2 separate regions of the Cyprinus carpio genome follow, and region 2 is linked to region 1. The links are chromatin contacts, called in public Hi-C maps. All regions are on one chromosome and are shown on one strand. The core of a region is the stretch at or near the end of the contact, and the rest is flanking DNA. Distances in the headings are between cores, read along the strand shown. Region 1 overlaps LOC109051125 (fatty acid 2-hydroxylase-like). Region 2 holds the start of LOC109062417 (coiled-coil domain-containing protein 113-like).

The links. A called contact is a pair of places that touch in the nucleus more often than the background predicts.
Region 2: a Hi-C map of liver shows a contact between it and region 1, with 6 times the contacts expected there. The contact joins the promoter of LOC109062417 here to the enhancer-like site in region 1. A contact is called at or near these places in 2 of 8 Hi-C or Micro-C datasets (both in liver).

The regions. Positions count from the first base shown.
Region 1 is chrB25:10,232,989-10,236,173 of ASM1834038v1, reverse strand. It overlaps LOC109051125 (fatty acid 2-hydroxylase-like), which reads left to right. Exons shown (of 7, transcript XM_042752728.1): 2 at 1,877-1,972. Among protein-coding and RNA genes, the nearest start is that of LOC109087124, 9.0 kb to the right of the region's middle. Within about 2 kb of position 1,878, at least 2 of the 8 cell types and tissues checked have an H3K27ac peak or open chromatin away from gene starts, as enhancers often do. A contact at or near this core is called in liver, where this site is marked.
Region 2 is chrB25:10,269,832-10,272,778 of ASM1834038v1, reverse strand. It overlaps LOC109062417 (coiled-coil domain-containing protein 113-like), which reads right to left and starts at 1,596. Exons shown (of 9, transcript XM_042752675.1): 1 at 1,229-1,596; 2 at 660-774; 3 at 313-431; 4 at 1-26. The coding sequence starts at 753. LOC109110327 (casein kinase II subunit alpha'-like) reads left to right here. Exons shown (of 13, transcript XM_042752676.1): 2 at 1,595-2,293. The coding sequence starts at 2,190.

The DNA.
Region 1 (3,185 bases), core at 629-3,128:
AAAACAGGATGGAACATGTGGTCAGGTCACAAATACTGACTGGGTCTTCAGCAAACCCAAACTGAAGGTCATAAAAACCAGGGCTGTGGCCTACTTTTTTGACACGCTCACTTATTGCCAATTCTTTCTTTATATTATAATCTCATTACTGTTACTGTTCTAATGCAAATATCATTACTTAGATTAGCAGAAATGTTCACCTGTTATTCACTTGCTGTTAGGAGCTGTTTTGCACAATGTAAATACCCACATGACATTATATTTACAACATATCCAGATAAGACTATCAATAAAATAAAAAAACAAGAACATTAAATGACACAGTCGCTCCATCAAAGCACCTGACCCTGTAAAGTGGTGTCATTGATGGAGATTCTCCACCCTGCATTTTCTGCACAAAAAAGGCCACCTTAATGAAACACAAGCAATTTTCCCATTCATTGATGGTCTTCATAAGAATAATTAAGCAGAGTGAATTTTTATATAATCGCAGTACAGCCGTCAATGTCTATAACTATAATTCTATGGCGAGTGTATGGTGTGGCTTAGGTGTTAGGTTGCATGGAGGTGTGTGTGTGTGTGGGCCACTCGCTGGTGCAGGTGAATGCCAAAATGCTGTGAAGGGGGGCAGGGTTAATCACCTCTTTAACGTTTAAATGGTATGGTGCGATGCGAGACCTGATTAATATTTCACCCATCCCGCCAAACTAGCCATCTGTGAAGGGTGTGTTTGAGTGTGTGTGTGTGTGTGTGTGTGACCCTATGGAGAAACGAGAAGCTCTTCCATCTTGTGGGATGAGGTCCATGACGTAATGTGTGCTGTGATGTGTGTATCATGTGAATAAGGCGTTGTGTACTTTGGTGGTATGATGATGATGAGGGTAGGTGTATGTTTTATCTATGACGTGAAAAACTTATTTGTCATATTTATAATCACAGTTATCTGCGCCATATTGTTGTAATTTTTACTGTTAGATTTGAATCTTACCGTCACTGATATTTTTGGTTTTCTGAACAACAGCAGATCTGATTCCCAAGGGACTTGACGAATGCCTTATTCTAGTAGTACCTTATTCTCTGCTTTTATTTTATTGAAAGTATTTAGTGTTTTGTTTTTGTTAGTATTTATTTTATTGATTTTGGATTTCTGAACAACAGCAGGTCCGACTATTACTATATAATTTTTCAACTTTTACCAGAAATATTTCAGAATGCCGTAACTAATATACTTTTAAACTGAGGACACAAATTAATCATTGATATTTATAGACAAATTAAATTAAAAATGACTTGAATTTCAGTATTTCTCAGTTGTGTAAAGATTGCTTTTCAAATAGTTATTCAAGTAAAATATCAGTAATAAAGATGAAAGTAAATAAGAGTAGTTTTATTACATATTATTAACATTAAAATTCTATACAGTGACTTTTTCCTAACTAAAATGCTTATGTTAATAATAGTTAATGTGCTGGTCTGCAATGCCCCCTGGGCTTATTATAATAATTTTTCAGAATTAAAAAAAAAAAAAAAAAAATTAAGCATTTTTACCCTTTTTAAGAAATGAAAAATACTTGTTAAAAAAACAAATGACTATAAAAGTCATATTAGTAGCCTACTAAAAGTTTCATTTTACACAAAGCAGGTCGCCTCATGGTGGCTGACACATTGAGTCACATGACCAGTCAGAAGCTACTTGCTTCAGCTCGGTATTTCCTTATGTTGTCAGGCAGGTTCATATCTCATATCAGGCCACGAATCACATATACAGTACCACAAACAAAATGCCAACACAAATGCAGCAGGGATGAATCTCACCTCATCAAACATGATCATGAGCATCAAGCTTTTCTGAACTGTTCCTATTCTTCTGTTCTAGACTCTGAGACAGAGGAAGAAGATCCCAGAAAGCACCACAGAAGAAGAAGAAGAAACCTCGGCCATCAATAAGTGCAGCAAAGTCGATGAAGAAACGGTATGCCAAAGTGCAAGCATATTCCTGATTGAAATACAAGCTACAATCACCGAAAATGACCTTTCTCTCAAAACAAACATAAAAGATGTTTACAAAATGACTTTCACTGTAAGTGCATTTCTGTGCATGTTTTTTTACACAAATAAGGTTAAATAGTTGATTAGTGAGATCTATCTAGTTTTAGCTTAGTTAATATTTTCCACCGTAGTGCTACGTGTCCTGTGTGAATAGCTCGTGGGAAACGCATCTGATCGATGTGTGATGGGCATGACGCTATACTAATCTAAATATATATTACTTCCTTAAGACATTACAAAAACATAGTTTTACACATTCATAATTTCATAAGGACTTTCTGTGGTAATCAACAACATGCCACAGATGCTGGTGATTGAGCTGAACTTGCTTTTACCCAGAGCAGACATTTAATCACATTTGTTAGCTTGACATCTGAAAGTGAAGCTTTAGTTCATATGACAGGAAACCGCAAGCAGCCATTCCTCTTCTCGCTCGAAACCGACAGTGAAACACTAACAGAGCAGGTGACTTTCTGTTGCTCTGTCTCTCTGGTATGGTGATTACCATTTAAGACTTATCTCTTTATCTCATTTTTCTTGTGGTTGAACGATGCCACAAGCTGGATAAAGTGAGAATACTTTTGTGCTTCTCTGATGAAGGACAAAAAATGCTCATGTATATACTTCTCTAGCTCTCTTTTTGTGTGTGAATGTCCTGTGATCTCTATCAGAGGCATGCAGGTCTTTCACAAGCGTCGATTGTTTGGTTCAAACCCCTTGAATTTGACAGACGGGGTCAATGATTTGGAGAACACTGACCCCCTTTGCAGAACTGGGCTGTGCCATTCGTTACAACTACTAGTAATAAATACATGCATGTGTGTGTGAAGTTGGAGAAGTGTTTCCTTATTTACTAGTAATTTAGTAGTGAATTCTGGGGAAAATAGTTTTAGTAATTAAAGAAAAAAAAAATAATTTTTAAAACATTTTTACATATAAGGGTGTTGGTATGAAGTTAGTTTTGATCTGATAAAATTAGTAAATTCTTAATGTTATAATACATTGTTACTGTATTTAAATATGTTCATGCATGTGTGAAATTGGAGACGTATTTCCTTATTTACTATTAATGAGTAGTCCTGGGGGAAAAGGTTTGCTAATTAAGGAAAAATAAATAATTAAAAATAAAATATCTT
Region 2 (2,947 bases), core at 347-2,846, 37 kb before region 1:
CTTGCTTTAGTTTTCCTTCCTGGACTCTGGTATCAAAAGATTGACAACGTCATGATTGACAGTGGTGAATGACGTCATGGAAATTAAATATATGTATATATATATATTATTTAACAAACAGAACAACGTTAAACGTTTTAGATTACAAGATTCACATGCACAAGTAATATTTCACCTCAAAATTTTGAGTGGAAAGAGACGACCGAGACGTCACTACGTATTGAACATTACGCCATGACTGTATTCATTTGTTTACAATAATGAGAAATTGTTCAAAACGCATATAACACACATCGTTTATGAAATACGTACCGTTGCCATTTCTATCTGTGATGCTGTTTCATAATTCTCCGTCTGAGGCTGTAGGTCCAGCCCTCTAATATATCGCTCAAACATATCGATCTCTGCTCGTTGCGCTGCATTTGAGCCTTAAATTCAGGAAAACAAAAATGAGTTATTCAAATGTAAAAAATAATATAAAATATCTGCTGAGAGAACAAGAAATAAAACGTTTAGAGTCAGCTGAAACGCTGCAGGCTCGTTATCAGCCAACTAACGTCAACGTTACATGTATTAAAACGAACAAATGTTATCGTTTGGCAAATATGACAGCAAGAATAAGTCGAGATTAAAAAAAAACTAAACTTTTGTGCCTTACTTCAAGTCCTCCACAAGTTGAACAAGTTGTTTTTTATCTGTGTTGATTTTACCGTCCGCTGTCGTTTCCGCCATGGTTGCTAAGAACAGTGCCATCCCGGATCGTGCGCGCGCGTGCTTCGCCATTAAATCATTCATATTCAAATAATAAACACATCAATTCGTTACTGTGATACTCCATGAAAAAAAATAAAACATTAAAAAATTACGTTTTAACACGAATTTTTATTTAGGGACAGATTATACCAGACGTTACACCATATTCATGAATTGAGTATTTTAAATAAAACAGTACGTTCACTAAATAAACAAATAACATCAGAATTATTATTTAATATTGTACACAATTATGAGGAAATTTACATGCTAGATTTTCATGTCGTTTACATACAAATGTATGGGTTTCCCGACGTAAATCGTTTATTAAGCGAAGTTAAACCATTTTTACAAAACTGCATGTGTTATGAAATTAATTCTATTTTTTGGAAATGACCGAAATGAATGAAATGGAAACAATGGAAAACACAGCTAGGCTATGCATTCCTTAAAATGTATATTTTCTTCACAGTACTTGTGTCAGTGCGCACTATCTGTTCCTCCTTCATCGGTGGAAACGGAAGTCTTTCATGTGTAGGCGCATAACAACCTATGATAACAACGGACGGACGTGCCCGGTGGCTACTACATCTTGTACTTCCGGCCGTGCGATGCTAATTGATAAAGCTATCTTGCGCTTCCGGGTCAAACCGTTGCAGTCCGTTTTTCCTGCAGCAGCAGCACGGGGGGATTGGTCCGGAGAACCCGAACCCCGAGCACAAGCGGACCGTTGCAGCGGATTAAAAGCGGGATTCGCGATTACTGCATATCGACTTCACGCAAGCGACGTCACGGGGACACGGTTTTTCACGAGAGGGTCGAGCATAACATCGATCTGTAGTCCTCTCTCTCTCTCTCTCTCTCTCTCTCTCTCTCTCTCTCTCTCTCTATAACCAGTCAATATCGTAAGCTTCGAGGCTGGTTAGTTATATTCTTCTCAGTTACAGACTGAAGACTGAGAGGAAACACATCCTGGATTTTCTTCTCCAATCTCTATGCTCTGGATCTAAGGGATTTGAGGCCCCTTTGGGGTGGTGGGGGGGTTTAACACACAGTAATTAGATTTAAACAAACCCCCCCGCCTAGGACTCAAAGTCTATTTTTAAACCAAAGAACTTTTCACGAAACTTCTCACATACAGATCCAAAATAGACCAGCTAGTCTTCATATTCGCAGCTTTGCGTGCGATTTTAGCACTGCCGGGGCATTTCACAGACTATCCACGGTTCATTTCCACCCTCGGATCTCCAGGCGGTATAAACACCCCTGAGAAGGCCGGACACCGCGCTCCGTCGTTCACGCCGCTGATATCAGAGATCTCACGCCCGAACCGGGTACCATCAGACCTCCCCCGGGCTGGTCCGCCTCTGATCGGTGGTCCTCCGTGTGTTTGTGTGTTTTGGATTTCTCCTGCACCCTGAGCCCCGTCGCGCGCCATGCCCGGCCCGGTGGCCGGTAGTAAATCTCGGGTGTATGCCGATGTCAACACTTTGAAGAGCAGGGAATACTGGGACTACGAGGCCCATGTGCCCACCTGGAGGTGAGAGATTTAAAGCTATAAAAAGCCCAAGTGCATCATCACCTGATGTTGTCTCAAAACCCAGCAAGCTGCATACCTAGGCGCGTGTCGTGTATAATTGTGTGCATGTGCCTGCTGGTTTTCTTTGCGCAGTGGTTCACATTTGTAGGCTCGCCATCGATCGTGCTGGGAAAGTCATCAATCTGCGTGCCCGAGCAGCCCCTGTTTGAGAGCTGATGATGAGAGGATGTCATAAACGGATGTACAGATGCAGTGTTAGAGAGAGGAGTGTGTGACTGGCCACAGCATCCACAGATTTTATGCAAATGCACCGATTCCCTCAAGTGTGCTGTGCACATTCAGTAATTACCATTCTAAAGCAGTGCACTCATACAGCATTTAGTAGCTTTAATGGTTAGATTCCCGAGGATCAGTTAATGTGTTCCTCTTTTGCACAGTGCACATATGTAATTACAAGTGATGGTGAATATGCTGTCATTTTTTATATATTTTTTTTCTTCTGTAGAACACAAAAGAATAATTCATTTAGCAATTTTCACACAGCTTTTTTCTATGCAGTGAAACTGATCATAGTGACTGTCAAGCTCCAGAAAACACCATAAAAGCACCATAAATTTGGCAACTTTTCTGCTTGATATCAGTCTGTTAAAGCTG